Regions from separate parts of the Culex pipiens genome. Here region 1 is linked to region 2. Evidence: chromatin contacts called from public Hi-C data. All regions are on one chromosome and are shown on one strand. The core of a region is the stretch at or near the end of the contact, and the rest is flanking DNA. Distances in the headings are between cores, read along the strand shown.

What was found. Hi-C and Micro-C count contacts between places; a contact is called where the count stands out from the background.
Region 1: a contact with region 2 is called in a Hi-C map of whole body, with 5 times the contacts expected there. The contact joins the promoter of LOC120427909 here to the promoter of LOC120420711 in region 2. A contact is called at or near these places in 2 of 3 Hi-C or Micro-C datasets (whole body and whole pupa).

Annotation. Positions count from the first base shown.
Region 1 is chr1:107,684,383-107,688,211 of TS_CPP_V2, reverse strand. LOC120427909 (calcium-activated chloride channel regulator 2-like) reads left to right here and starts at 1,571. Exons shown (of 3, transcript XM_039592849.2): 1 at 1,571-2,533. The coding sequence starts at 2,348.
Region 2 is chr1:107,374,368-107,378,070 of TS_CPP_V2, reverse strand. LOC120420711 (calcium-activated chloride channel regulator 1-like) reads left to right here and starts at 1,821. Exons shown (of 3, transcript XM_039583806.2): 1 at 1,821-3,166. The coding sequence starts at 2,963.

The DNA.
Region 1 (3,829 bases), core at 322-2,821, 310 kb before region 2:
GTTTGTTTTTTTCATTCATTTGCCATATTGGAAGCCATCTTGAATATCTCCGCTCCCTTTGATAATTGGCGAAATCAACTGGCAGATCCGAATTCAGGATTTAGTCCAGGTAAATTAATCATTAAGGGGCTATACCTCGTAAACGGCGCACTTTATCAAAACTTCTTTTCAATTGCAAATTTGATTTGACATTAAAAACAGTAGTAAAAAAAAAAGTTTTAATAAGATTTCTAAACAAAACTTTTTTTTTTATCATTAATTGGCATTCTTCTTAACAGCAACATTTTTAAGCCGTTTGATTTACAGCTCAAAAGTTGCAGGTTTTGTCCCTTAAAACATAAAATAAAATAAATTAAAATAGAAAAGCGGTTTTGGGAAAAAAATACTCACAACTTGGCCCAAGACAAGAAATCGATCAGATATTTTTTTCCATGGGATGCAGATTTTCGAATATTTACGTACCATTTTTGTACGAAGCCATGAATGTGCAATAGGGTGCCCAGAAAAAATGAGCCCCTGCTCCACAAGCGGAAAACAGTTTGTTGAGTTATTTTAAGCATCAGTGTAAATTTTGGGCCAAATTGGTTGAGATTAACCCATTGATACTCGAGCCTAAAGTTGGTGAAAAAAAAGTTTTTCATACAAAAATGACATTTTTAAATCGCTAATAACTTTTTAGGATTGAGTTTTACAGCTTTGGTATGTTCTACAAAGTTGTAGAGCATTGAATTTTCAATAAGTATCTCACTTTTTGGAATATTTGGATGGAAGTAGCGCGCCCTACAGACAAACCCGTAAGAAAATTGGGTTTTTCATACATTTTTTCGATTTTTCCCATACAAATTTCACCTTCGAGTATCAATGGGTAAATGCTGACCGATTTTGCTCATATTTGGCCCAGAGTCCTAAAATAGCTTAAGAAACAATAATCAGCTTGTGGAGCGAGGTTTGGAGAAAAAGTCCCTTATTCTGGGCACCCTAATGTGCAAGCTTAAGACCCAAAATAAAGTGTTGCTCAAAAATGTGAAGGTTATTCCTGTTTTTTCGAGAGTTGTGAATTATTCTTGTTAGATTTGATTTGAATTTAGAAGTGAGATTATGAAGCTTCGTTTCATTCATTGCATTGTTAGAAGAACATGTAATTCCAGTTAGAATTCATGTTGTCTGCGCAGCATAACTTTTCTCCTCTTCTTCTATGTCGCGCAGCATAACTTCATCCCGAACGCTACATGAGCTCGTCCTTAGCTACACCCAACGTACAACATACCGGAGGTCATTTCCAGCCCAGTGAACCCTATCACGCCGTTGGTTAGTCATCCCTTCTTCCCACACACACCGCACACGACCTTCGGGCCATCGAAAGCATAATCAAAACAAACCGATTCATCGGCCGGCATCCGCAGCAACTTCGGGTGAACTTCGGCGATGAACCGTTTTTCCCATGTTCTGCTTTCCGCACCCGATCCGTAAACCTTGCATAACCCACAAGCAGCACTTTATCGTCGTCGTCGTCGCGGGTGAAGGAAGAAGATGCTTATGCTGGCTCGGTTTAGTCCGCAGTTGACGTTCGTTGCGTTTGGACGTTCCCTCGTTACTCCGAGTTCGACACCACAGTACCGCGGTTGGTTTGAAGTGAGAGAAGATCTTTCGGGAGGAGAAGACAAGTGTGGTGTGGCGTGGCGCAGAATTTGTGGTCGCGTGGTGCTTTTCACGTGCTGCTGCTGCAGTAGAATCTCCAGCTTCTTGAAGTGTAACACATTTTTGCGTGTGCTGGGAGGAATCTGAACAGATACGATACGTTGCGTACGCAACTCGTTACCAGAGCAAGTCGTTTGCTGGAATTGTTCAGGTGTACCTTACCGCGGTCGGTGTGGTTCGGCTTTTGAGGTGTGTTATTTGATTTTTGGTTTTGGGTCAGCGGTAAACCACGAGACCTGGCCTGGGAACAGCTGTGGAACAAGTGAGAAGCCTAAAAATAACACCGGAGATCCCTCGTCGAGTGGGCTGTTTGTGTGCGCGGGGGAGTGTTTTCAAACCGAGTGAGAGCAAGGCGGAGGGGTGGCAAGAACATCAACAACTCCTCGAACCAGAGGCGCTCCACTGCGGTCGTCGGGATGATGAGTGTCTACGCGATAGTATTTGCAGCAGTGAAGCTCGTAAGCCGGTGGATTTTCGCTCGGAATTGAACACAGAAAATCGTGGGATTCAGTAACACACGTGTGATAGTGCTTGGATTTTTTTTTTATATTTTCGGGAAAATTGAAAACAAAAACGTTGACATTCGAACGGAACCGCTTGTGTTTGACCAAAAGTGAGCATAAAAGCTACGCGATTAGCATTCGACAAAATGCTACTCCCAACGATTGTGGCCCTGCTGCTGGTGGCCTACAACAGCCGGCCGGAGGCTTCCGCCGCCAGCCTGGCCTCGGCCAGCTCAGTTTATGTAGAAAAATCCGCGTACAAAAATGTCGTCATCGAGATAAGGGATAACGTGCCGGTGGAGAACTGCCAAACGATTCTGCACAATGTGGAGGTATGTACAAGCTCTTTCATAACACACAGAGATTTCGCATGGCAATGAGTGAGTTATGCTGAGGCTCTCGGTCTTATGTGATGAGCACGACAGCGTGCATAACATTGCGAGTTTCCGGGGGTCGGTTGCGGTGGAAAGTCAGGATTTGATTTCCACGCTTTTTTAATGCTAATTGAGAGCGCTTGCACAGCGCAGATAGCGCACTGGGGTGGTGTGAAATATGTTGCCAGCGAAAAGCTCGATGTTTTCGGAAAAAAAGCACAATGAGCTCTTTTTGTTTTGGGGTTGACATGGCGGACAGCAGCACTGTCAGTGTGGGGGTTTTGCGATGTTTGAGCTGGGTAATTGTTTCGGATGGGAGATTGATTAATTTGGCAGGTTTAGGGCATCACAGCGCAGCGGTTGTCAATTTGCTGGAATTTTCAGTGTAGGGGTGGTGTATTTTTGGGATGATTGAATCTGTTTTATTGAGGCATCAATTTCAGTTTGAATGTTAACATTTCTTTTGTGATATCGTCAGAAATCTTCGCATACTGGTTTAATAAATTTGAGATCGCTACTGGAAATTCAATTTTCAAAATTGTTACCTTCATCTGGGGCGAGTCGGGATTACAGTCTGAATAGGGATAGGTGCAGTAACAAGACTTAAACAGCTGACCCAATTCGACTCATGTGTCCCGATTCACCCCATATGGCGGTAACACAAAAGTAGATTGCTGTTTTAAATTATTAACACGTGATGGTTACTTAATCTGACCCTAAAGAAACTTGAATACATATTTTTAACAGTTGGATCCACTAGTTAATGATACTCAATCACTTCAATTTTCGGATCAAATTTGTAGCATTATTAAATTTATTTTGTACCATATACATAATGTAATCATATGATATTATCACCTCATTCTGTCTGACCATTCGTAAAATAAATTGTGGATGTATTTATATTATACTAGTTGGTTACTTGCACCCCTTTAACAACAACATAGTTGATTTATTTATTTATTGAAATTGAGTTCTTTAAACAGTTAAAATAATGCTTTGACAGTTTTGTTGAAAATTCAGTTCAAAAAATATGCACAAATATTAATGATTTTTAGAACAAACATATTTATTAAAAAGAAGAAACATCAAATTATCAATACACAATTCACATTATTACCAACCAGTCATTCACAAGAAAAAAAGATTTTAGTTTTGAAAATAAAAACCATGTCGGCACTACTTTGTTCGAATTCCTGGGCTAAATTGAGCATCTATTGTGGCAGTGCGTGGCCGAATGGTTACGCTATCCGC
Region 2 (3,703 bases), core at 572-3,071:
AATTCTCGATTAAATTTTCAAAAGGTCCTATCTGCATAGGAAACCCATGAGGGATAGGTTGTTTTGAAAATTTAATCTAGAATTGTACAATTGAACAATTGAACAATTGTGAACAACAAAATAATCTTGAATTTAATGTAATTTAGAATTTTTTATTTAAGCAACACAAGAATTAAAATATATAAAGCATTTTCAGATATTTAAATTTTATATTTTTTTAAAATTCTGCCAAAAATAAAAAAAACTGACGTTTAGACCGTTTTATTTAATTTTTACGTACAAAAATTTCAGGAAATTTTATTGCCTTTTTCTGACAACAAAGTAAATGTCGCCCCCCTTCAAAATTTCAACCAATTTTCGATCTTTAAAAAGCATTGGAAAGAAGAACTCATAAAATTTTATAAAATTTTAGGGTTGGAAGTTTGACTTTTTTATGTGACTTTGCCAATGTTTTTAAAAATTATTTTCTTTTAGGTGTCTACTCTGGCTGTGTTTTTTACTAACACAAATCCGTTTTATTTAACAGAGTAGATTTGTAGTTGTAGAATTTTTGGAGTACATTAACATTTTTTTTAATTAGTTATTCTTAAAAAATATTTTGCTCAAGTGAGACAAATAAAAGTTGCCATTTTTGGCTGTAAAAAAATGAAGTTATTTGATAATATGAGTTTTTATAACAAAAAAAGGGGTTTTACAAAATAGGTATTTTTAAGAGCAACCTACAACTTTGCTGAATACACCAAATTGGCCAGAAAATTCTTTCCAAGAATACAAACTTTCAAATATGTAAATATTTACATGTTTTTGTATGGACAGCTGCCAAATTCGTATGGAGACTTGGACGAGCGTACTAATTATGAAAAATGTTCTAATTGGTCTAAGGGAAACTCTACATAAAGTTTCAACCAATTAAAAAAAAAACATAATTCCACGAAATCAACAAATTTCAAAGGGAATTGCTCAGCTTTCAAAAAGCATCAGTGATTCCTCGCTAAAAATGTAACATTTTGAAAATCCCATTTACATCTTTCGTGTGAAAACACGCGTCGTTCTTTCCCAAAACTTGTCAACCCCGTTCAAAACCATCGCGCTTAATCTATTCCAATTGCGTTCGTTCTAACTCGCAATAAAGATCAGATTTTGGCTAGAGCGAACGTTTGCGCGATAAAATAAACTATCTCAGTTAATGCGCCATTGATTCCATTGAACAGCTGTAGTTGGTTGCTGATATTCTCATTCCCATCGTAAAGACGCGACGACGTTAAACGATTTAACCTGTTGTGTAGAGTCGAATTAAGAGCGATATAGCGATTGTCACCGAATTGCACAGTTTGATCACGTCCGATGCAAGTCACGCAAAACTCATAGTCATTGAGTAGCTCGGCGTCAATTTGATGGGTCAGCAGATTCGGTGGCATTCCTAGCTGAAGTTGTCGTTTTGTCACGATCAAATTCATTTCAATGGTCCAACAGGAAGCTACAATCGATTCATCACAGTGCAACATCTTCGCGCTGTGCAGCATTCCGCTGCTACATGTTCATCATTACATTCCACTCATGAACCTAATTTTTCCTTGTTCACCCGAAGCAAACCCGAACACCGCATGAACTCGTTTCATGCGCCGTTCATTCATGTTCCAATGTTGCACAAACGCGTCGTTCTCTGCTCACCGGTTCTCCGTCTTCACCCACAAGTTCATTCGCGATCGTGCGCACGTTTCCTAAAGCCTCTGTTCTTCTCCAGTGAATGAATGAACTTCTGATGGGTTTGCGGCGGGGTGGATCCGCGAGGGGTGGGTTAAATGTTTTTTACTACTCTCCCTACTGCGGGCTGCTTCGTTCGGCGCGCGTTTAGTTCGCTGTTGACGTCCGTCGCAAGTGCACGTGTATTGCGCGTTTCGCTAAGGATTTTGCGCTCGTTTGTTTCGCGCGATTCATTCTGCCGCGCGTGCACGTAACGAATTCGCCGGCAAAACAAAAAAAAGGCCAGTAGCAGCATTGTAGAATCGGAGAAGAATTGTTTTGGTGGAACAGTGTGCGTTGTGTGTCCACCAGACCGTTACGGGGAAAGAATAGAACCGGGTTTGTGGTCCAAAGGGGAGTGGATCCGTGGGGGCATCACTGGTGTGAAACGGTTCTAAATGGGGAGCTCTAGTTCGGCTCTGACAGATGAGTGAAGTGCGGAGAGGTTCGTTGCTTCGCTGAAGTTACTGAGGAAATTACTTGTGATAACACTGGGGGAAAAAACGGAACGTACCTATAGTGGTAATAACTGATAAGCAAAATAAAAACATAAACATCCAGCGTGGTTCCACCTGGCCACAGGTGAAACGCCGGTAAAAAAACGTCGCGTATACGGCGCAAAGTAGAGTGAAACGAAAGTGTCAAGCCACGTTAAAGCCCGCGGGTACGGTACATGAATATAGATCCAATTATTCTGGCCCGGAAGCGCCCACTGGAGCGTGAAGTACGCGGTTCGTAGCGGGCCCTAAAAGTGGCGCGTGTGCGCGAAATTCACTACAAACCAGCGCCGAATGTGTAAAATCATCAATTTTTGGCGGATTATTACGCCGATTAAGCACGGTCGGCCACCGAATAGTGCCCAACTCTACAACAGCGTGTTGTTGTGATTTCCACCATCCAAGTGTTGTTTGTAGCACAGCGAAGAGCGAAGAATAACAAATCAAAACAAACCCTCGATGGATTCAACGCTAAAACGGACCCCGTTCGTTCCGTGGTGAGGTTTCGTCAGGTTTCCATGGTGACTTTCTTCAAACAAAACCTGGCCAACTTTGTCGGAGGATTATCGATTTTGCCCACAGCCAGTTACAACGACACAGCGTTTGCTTTGATGAAACCGAAAAGAATCTGACACGAAAGTAGTGAGTTGTGTGTAGTTTCCAGCGGCGACGTGTAGTGTGACACGAAACTCGTGAGTGTAACAGAATCCACCGGGAAGAACATGACTCGAAGGGGCCCCATCTTGCCAGCACCGAGCTGCTGGCTTCAGCTGCTGCTGCTAGTGACAGTTCTAGGCCTGGTGCCAGGATCGTCCTCGTCGTCCTCGTCGGTGTACATCGACAAGTCGGCCTACCGGAACGTGGTCGTCGAAATACGGGACAATGTGCCCGTGGAGAACTGCCAATCGATCCTGCACAATCTAGAGGTTAGTACGAGTGAAAGAATCCTAGCTTTTCTCCTTGAAACCATGGTGAGGGAGGGCTTTGGGTTGGAATAAATCAAATCTTTGGCGATAATCCCAGGGAAAATGCTCGAAAATTCCTCAGATGTCGAGCAATCGTTCATGTTGCGTTGGCACGAAAACTCTATTCTTTGCGACTACTGGTCGTACTGGGTGCTGTTTGGCTATCGTCTTTATTGCTTGGACAAAATCTTTTGGGGTCGCGGTGCAATTAAAAGGGATTTCCAGCATAAATCTTGTTTATGAAATGATTAATATGGTAATTTCAGCACTAGATTTGGATGTAAAGCAAACGATTGCAACATAAAATCGTACACTAGTTTTATATGATATTCGTTGAACGGATTGTTCAATAGATTGTTTTTTATTGTTACCCTCTAGGGGGTTTTAACTGATTGCACTTAAAATTCCATTGAAATTTTGAAGGTTTTTGAATAAAATTTTTCTTTGCTCCCTGATTTTTCGGGCCGATTTTGTACTAGCCTTATTTACATAAATGAT